2 separate regions of the Mus musculus genome follow, and region 1 is linked to region 2. The links are chromatin contacts, called in public promoter capture Hi-C maps. All regions are on one chromosome and are shown on one strand. Each heading gives the region's core, a stretch centred on a gene start, on an enhancer-like site or on the middle of the called end of the contact. The rest is flanking DNA. Distances are from core to core; before and after follow the strand shown.

Region 1 (3,592 bases), core at 749-3,248, 990 kb after region 2:
TGCTCTAGTTTCCCCTATTAGCCAGAGCAAACACACACACACACACACCCAAGCCTCTGGTCAGGCAATGAGGGCCAGAGTCCATTGGGACCTGGCACAGATGGACGGCAGGATTCCTGCCTTCTGACTGTCCCAGTTTACCTGCAGAATGTTTACATGTTCAGGGTAGGCACATGGCCCCATCCTGTCTCTCCAGCTACGGATGCTCTGTGGCCTTCCCCACACTGCTTTTTTGTGGTTGAGCTGTCAGCCCTGTTCACAGGGTGCTGGCCGAGAGCTCTCATTGCTGGCATTCCTCACAGGATGGAGCCCGCAGGTACTATGAGGCTGGTCCATCTGGGCCCCTGTGGGAGCCTGTCAAGCTTACCTGCGCCACCTGTCACCAAATAGCGCTGAGCAGGAAGCTGGGGTGGAGAACAGGAGGAGTGGAGTCTGTGAAGAAGTGCAAGCTTCCCTCTTAGCAAACCCTGCCTTAAACTGGAGCTGCGGAGGGGCAGGAGGGGCAGCAGGAGACTGGGAGGGCGACCTGAGTGAGGCGTTTTGTCTAGAGGTTCCGTAGCTCTGCTCTGCTCCTAGCCTTGGGTGTTTAACTATGATCTCATGCAAGGAGGTGGGCCGTAGGCAGCCTGGAGGGGGCCTTTCTCTTGCTCCAAAGATACTTTGTTTCTGGGGCAGGGAAGGGCAGAAAGATGCTAGACATCTCCGTTTAAAGGCTTGGGTCCTCAGAGTGGGAAGATGAGGAAGCCTGAGAAGCTCGAATACTTCCAGCCACCCAGAAGATTCCCCCGACGCAGGCGCAGGGACACACGGTCCCCCGGGTCCAGGGGAAGCAGCACAGAGCTTGTGGCTGCCTCTCGGGTCACATCAGGGTCATTTGCAAAGGCTGAGATGACCGGCCATGTGTTCAGCATCAGACTCACCTGGGGAGGGGAGCCCAGTTAGCATCTATGTCCTAGTCCTTAGCTCAGGACACCCCGCCCCCCATCCTCCCAAGAGTTTTCTTTTGGGAACTTGAGGGTCAGTGGGCTCTCCAGTGAGCACTGAGGGGTGGCCAGTGTTGGGTTCTGTACATCTGCCATACCCTGCTAGCCTTTCCTCCCTTGCTCCTGGTCCCTGGGATACAGGTCCAACAGAAGGGCTATCCAGGGATGTGCTGCGGTCCACTATGACCCTCCCTTCCCCCCGGAGGTGGACTGGCACTTAGGTCACCTGGACAGTTTGGCGGTTGTACACCTTGACCACGTGGAATCGGAAGCTGTAGACTCCACGGACAGGGGCCACGAAGCAGCCCGAGGTCCGATCAAAGCCCTCGCCCTCATTGACCAGTACCTGTGGGGAAGCAGATTGTGTTGAGAGGGATTCTGGGTGCCGGGAGCTCAGGAGCATCACTGGGTTGGCATTTGTGCAGTGGGTGAGGAGAGAAGGGGTGGCAAACGGGTGTGACAGGAATGTGTAGAGTCAAAAACTATGAGGAAGGGCTACGGTGCTGTGTGTATGAATGAAAGAAGGCCAACCAACGGTCAGTGGCCATCTTAGAGGAAGGTGGTGCAAGAGATGCAGGTAATGGTTTCCTTGGAGTCCGAGGGATGCAAAGGGGCTTGGACAGTAGAGTCCAGGTCCTTGCATGTCTTCCGGACAGAGGCAGAGGGATTACCTGGTCGAAGTAGATGGCACCACTGGTACCGTTGCCGGTTTCTCCTGCTGGTTCATGGTGATGGCTTCGGACTGCAGCAAACGCCACTCGTCCTGGGGGTGCCTCTCCCAGGGCTGCACCCCCAGGTCCTCCTGCAGTAGGTCGGCCTGGCTCACAGACCACCAGGCACTCCCCCTCCAGTAGGACAGGCTCTGACCCTTCTTGAGCCCACCCAGCCTCCAGGGTCAGAAGCACCAGGGCCAAGGACAGCTTGGGTTTGTGCCATTCCGTCCCCATCCTTGCTAGGTGCCTCTGTAACTCACAGATTTTCCTGTCTTCTGTCCCCTTGGCTCTCCCCCCTCTGCTTCAAGGCTTCAGTACTCCTGCCCTGCTCTGCTGTCCTCTGTGAGTCTGGCACCTAGCCCGGGCACTCCCCTCCCTGTATCTTTTTGTGTCCCACAGCTCTGCCTGGCCTTACTACTGCTGTCTCTGCGGATCCCTCCTCCTTGGCAGAGCATGGAGTGACAGCAGTTGGGCCCTGGGAGGGAGAAGAGGAATGGAGAGAGGATATGAGGGCTCTAGCCACACAAGGGTGTGTACACACACACACACACACACACACACACACACGAAACAAAATTTCTTCAATTCCTTTCTCATCTTCTCCTTTTCAGTCTTTCTCCATGGGGTTTTCCTTATTGTGGCAAGGTGTGTGTCCTCATCTCCCCCCCCTTCCCCCCCTACTCCCCCAACTCTATCTACTTGGTGAAAGTGCTTGTGTCAAGGGCAGGATTCTCTTGTGACTCTGGACCAGTCACTTCTCTTGGAACCATCAACTGCAGAACTCCCAAGGACCCCAGGAACTGGAGGCGAACGTGAGAGTTGGCAGGAGGCGTTGGGGGTGGGGTGAGTGTCTGTGACCCGGTAGGCCCCGCAGGGGATGTGGAGGGCGGGTCGCTCGGCAGCAGGACAGCAGGCCGAGCCGGGGAGGAGGAGCGCAGCCCTGCCCCGAGCCCTGGCCAGTGCGGCCCTAGCGGGGGAGGAGCCGAGCTGGCTCCGCCCCGGGCCGGAAAGTGACTCCAAAGCCACAACGCGTTGTTGACGAGAGAAGTCTAGGTTGGGTGAAGGATCCGAGAAGGCCCTCCCAGATTCGGGCTCCCAGCCCCAGGCCCCTGGGGCGCGGGAGAAACGCGGGCCCCTCCTCCCCCGCCGCGGGCACCTAGAGGAGCGGGCGGAACTCGCGGCTTTGGCGGTAGGCGTCCCCCTTCCGGGCGATCGGGAGCTGAAGGCCGTGGCGGGAGGGTGGTCGGGCTGGGGGCGGCCGCCGCAGGCTGTGGGAGGGCGGGCTATGCCCCTGGGCCCCGGGTGGGATGCTTGACAGTGGACAAACGAGGAGGGGGGGCGGGGGCGGGGAGGTGGGAGTGGTTAGTGAAGGAATAAGGCGGATAGGGGAAACCCCCACCCCAGGACTACACTGTTAGAGCCTCTGGCGCGTATTCATTTCCCAAGAGGCCCTCCTCTACTCAAAAAATCCGAGACCTCTCAGCTCTGGGACTCTTTCCTCAAACCACCCACTTCTTGTGACCCTCAAAATGAGCTGGAGGCCCTCTCAACTCGTCCCTTCTCAGGGCGGTGGTCATCAGTTTTCTCTGGCCAGTCGCCCACCCCAGCTAGCCCTGTTTAAGAAGGGCTTACTCTCAGGGAGAGGCCTGTGTATAGATGATTTTCTATATTCTCCACCCGCGAGGTGGACTTGCTATCTCCTGGGGTTGTTTACCAGTTCTGTCACTAGGTGCGACCTGTTGATTGTTGGATGTATGCCATGTGATTAGGATTTGGGTTGAAGGGAGACAGAGACTTTGAGATTGCCTCTGCCCTTCCAGGACTCCAGGTAGAAGCCATGTCTACTTGGGGGTTTGCCTCCCCGACTCCCGACCGCTTTGCGGTGTCTGCGGAGGC
Region 2 (3,527 bases), core at 394-2,893:
AGTCAGTTAGATCCTGTCTCCAAACACCACCATCATCACACGAAGGCATTTGGTAATCACATTTCCCTTAGTTAACCTTGCTTAAATTGGGTGCCAGCAAACCCTTCAGATTTTGAATTGGCTGGAATCGGTGTAAGGTTCTTTGGAACGCATTTGGTGCCTGACTTCGGTGATCAACTTCAGTTCAGATGGATCCGCAGCAAGAGTGCGACTCTGCTTCCAGCTCCCAAGCTTCTGAGGTAAGGCCTGCAACTGTGGGGTCAATCAGCTGTGCTTCCGACTTTGCTTTTGCCCCACTCCCCTGGTGCGACCAAGTTAGCCATTTTGATTGTGCTTGTATGAATCTATCCCTCAGACTTGTAGTTTGGTCTGTCTACAAAAAGTCCGTCCTCTTGCAGATTTAGCACTACTGTTCTTTAATTTTTATAAATGTGTGGAATTTCTTCTGGAGTGTGGGTATCATACTATCGTCTCCAGGGCCAGATCTCATGGTTATTTGAAGGTGCAGAGCTGTCTTGAGAATTTGCATGGAGAATTTCCCCCAGTGGTCTTCAAAGTGGTTTGGAAGCTAGGAAATTACACCTAGAAGTTGCAGTCACCCAATAATCACACAAATTTGCGGATAGAAATATAAACAGGACTTGGCCCCTTGTCTGCGGGCACTCTGCTTAGCTAGGAAGGAGCACAGAACGGTTAAGAGTGCAGTGGAAATAGGCCCACTTGTCTCAAGATAAAATGGGAAACCTGGTGGAAGGCATTCTCACTGAGGTGGTCTGGTTTAGGAGAAACTGCACATATGGGACTAAAGCTGTGAACCTCGGGTAAACCGGGGAAAGTGTGGAGACCATACTTGCAAACTAGCCCTAAGTAAGGAATTTTTGACACGTCAGCTGGCCAAGAAAAAGAGGGTGTTGTAATAAGTTAGGCAAGAAAACTGGCTGAATCTTAGTCTAAAACAATAACCTATGCAGAACAACGGGACACAACTCCTAGTGGGAGTGAGGTTTGCTGATCCTTACTTTTTTTTTATTTTTGAGGTTACTTTTCTATGTAGTGTTGACTGGCCTGGGAACTCATTCTGTAAGTAGTCTAGTTTTGAACTCACAGAAATCTACTTGCCTCCGCTTTCTGAGCGCTGGTATTAAAGGCGTACGCCACCACACTCCGCCTAGGAATTCCCTAGTTTTAAGCCAGGCCATCCTTTCGAGAGCAAGGTTCACCTGTCGCACAACGGGTGTCTGCCCGTCGAATCCCATAAGCCAATCGGCATCCAAGAATGGGCCACTTCGGTGAGGCGTTTGGAAGATTGGTCCTTTTCGCCTCACCAGTCAGAGGCCAATTGCGGAGCATCCTCCATGTTGTGGGCCCGCCCATGGGTGGAGGATGAACGGAAGGTCGTCACAGTGCGGGCGTATTGTTACCTAAGGACTCAACAGGAGGTGGGGTGTGTTGATTGACAGGCATATTTCACCTACCGGGTTTAGAGAATTTGGCACAGTGGCCCGCCTTAGAGGTGGGGCCTCGTTTGATTGCCAAGTAGAATTCCCCAATAGTATTCGAGCTCGGGGTAACGGGCAGGCTGACTGACTAATGAATCCTCGGCGTGGCCGGCTCAGTTCTCCAATCGCCGATCGGCGGGCCCCAGTCTGAGCGGCGATGGCGGCGGCGGCGGCGGCGGCAGCAGCAGCGGGGGCTGCGGGCGGTCGGGGCTCCGGGCCGGGGCGGCGGCGCCATCTTGTGCCCGGGGCCGGTGGGGAGGCCGGGGAGGGGGACCCGGGGGGCGCAGGGGACTACGGGAACGGCCTGGAGTCTGAGGAGCTGGAGCCTGGGGAGCTGCTGCCGGAGCCCGAGCCCGAAGAGGAGCCGCCCCGGCCCCGCGCCCCTCCGGGAGCTCCGGGTCCTGGGCCCGGCTCGGGAGCCCCCGGCAGTCAGGAGGAGGAGGAAGAGCCGGGACTGGTTGAGGCCGACCCCGGCGACGGCGCCATTGAGGACCCGGTGAGGGGAGGAGGGCGAGCGAGCGGGCCGGGTCATGGGAGGCCCAGAGCACGGACAGGAGGCAGGCAGGCGGGGGGTGGGGTTGGGCGGGGAATAACGTGGCTGGTGGCGGGCCGAGGCCGTTCGTGAGCGGCCTGGTGGGGCATCATGGGTGTCTAGGGTGGCTCTAGAGAAGGTAAATTGACTCTTTTCATTTTTTCTGCGTGTTTTTTTTAAATAATATTTTTTATTTCAATCACGACCCTCGCACGAGGCGAGGGAAATGGCCGAGCACGGCTGTGGCCGGGCCCAGACAAAATGTACGGCACAGCCCCTGCGTCTGGTTAACTGCATGCCCTGCTCATTCATTGTAGGAGCTAGAAGCGATCAAAGCTCGAGTCAGGGAGATGGAGGAAGAGGCTGAGAAGCTAAAGGAGCTACAAAACGAGGTAGAGAAGCAGATGAATATGAGTCCACCCCCAGGCAATGGTGAGTAGATCGCCTCATGCACGCACAGTCCGGATCTTTGGTTGATAGGGTAGTGGGGGAAGACTGCAGCGTGGCAGAAGCCGGGGACCTTGAATGAAGCTGCTCGTCTGAGCAATTTTTTCTGGGCAGGTGCTGTGGTCATAGTCCATTACGTGTTCTACTGACCTTTGTTAGACACAAGCCGTTTTGGTGAAGAGATAGTCTTGTGCCTTCCTTTGTCTCATTTATAAATGTGTTTCTCTTTGTTCTTAGTTTGTCTGTACCCTTCTTGGGGCGATTATCAGCTGGCATTTGACCTTCAAGTCTTAACACTTTTCAGTTGGAGACCCTTTAGTTAGGACTTAGGAACTGACTGGTGGCTGTAAGGGAGGGAGTTCTTTAAAAATGTTAGATTTCAGTCCATTCTGTTTTGTTTGCTTTGAGGCATTTCAGCTAAAGCTGAATAGAGACTCGACTTGAAAAACGTAAAATCTTAACACCGTTTTTTATGGTCTTTTAAGAGGTAGTTTCTCTAATGTATATTGAAACCTACTATGTGCTAAACACTGTTATAGGTAATTGGTATAGTAGAAGTATACCCAAAATTTAGCCTGCGGGTGGAAGTGTGTGTGTATTGATCGAGCAGAAGATGTGCTTGCCTAAGGTAATTTTTTTCCCCTCTAAAAGCTGGCCCAGTGATCATGTCTCTTGAGGAGAAGATGGAGGCTGATGCCCGCTCTATCTACGTTGGCAATGTATGTATCAAGGAATAGTCTGCTTTGGGTTTTGGGGGGGACTTTTGTTTCTTATTCCTTACTTTGTTATGTGTTCAAATTGGAGTTTCCCCAGTACTTGTCAAGTGTTCCTTTCCTTAGGTGGACTATGGTGCAACAGCAGAAGAGCTGGAAGCCCATTTTCATGGCTGTGGTTCAGTCAACCGTGTTACTATACTCTGTGACAAATTTAGTGGCCATCCCAAAGGGTAAGTAGGAGGATAAGTTGAGATCATTTTACTCACATTTTAAAAATACGTGAAAAATACATGAGCTCGGAATCGAACCTAGGACCTTGAACATGCTGATGTG

Evidence for each region. Promoter capture Hi-C pulls out the DNA fragments that hold promoters and counts their contacts.
Region 1: a contact with region 2 is called in a promoter capture Hi-C map of pre-B cells, with 3 times the contacts expected there. The contact joins the promoter of Cbln3 here to the promoter of Pabpn1 in region 2. A contact is called at or near these places in 3 of 39 promoter capture datasets (cranial neural crest, liver and pre-B cells), 2 of 484 Hi-C or Micro-C datasets (CD8 T cells and pre-B cells) and 3 of 9 other capture datasets (adipose tissue, embryonic stem cells and liver).

Annotation. Positions count from the first base shown.
Region 1 is chr14:55,882,258-55,885,849 of GRCm38.p6, forward strand. It overlaps Cbln3 (cerebellin 3 precursor protein), which reads right to left and starts at 1,999. Exons shown (of 3, transcript NM_019820.3): 1 at 1,655-1,999; 2 at 1,210-1,329; 3 at 1-920. The coding sequence starts at 1,930. The coding sequence ends at 723. It overlaps Khnyn (KH and NYN domain containing), which reads left to right and starts at 2,685. Exons shown (of 8, transcript NM_027143.3): 1 at 2,685-2,885; 2 at 3,517-3,592. The coding sequence starts at 3,534.
Region 2 is chr14:54,892,500-54,896,026 of GRCm38.p6, forward strand. Pabpn1 (poly(A) binding protein, nuclear 1) reads left to right here and starts at 1,644. Exons shown (of 7, transcript NM_019402.2): 1 at 1,644-1,995; 2 at 2,349-2,463; 3 at 3,130-3,197; 4 at 3,318-3,424. The coding sequence starts at 1,657.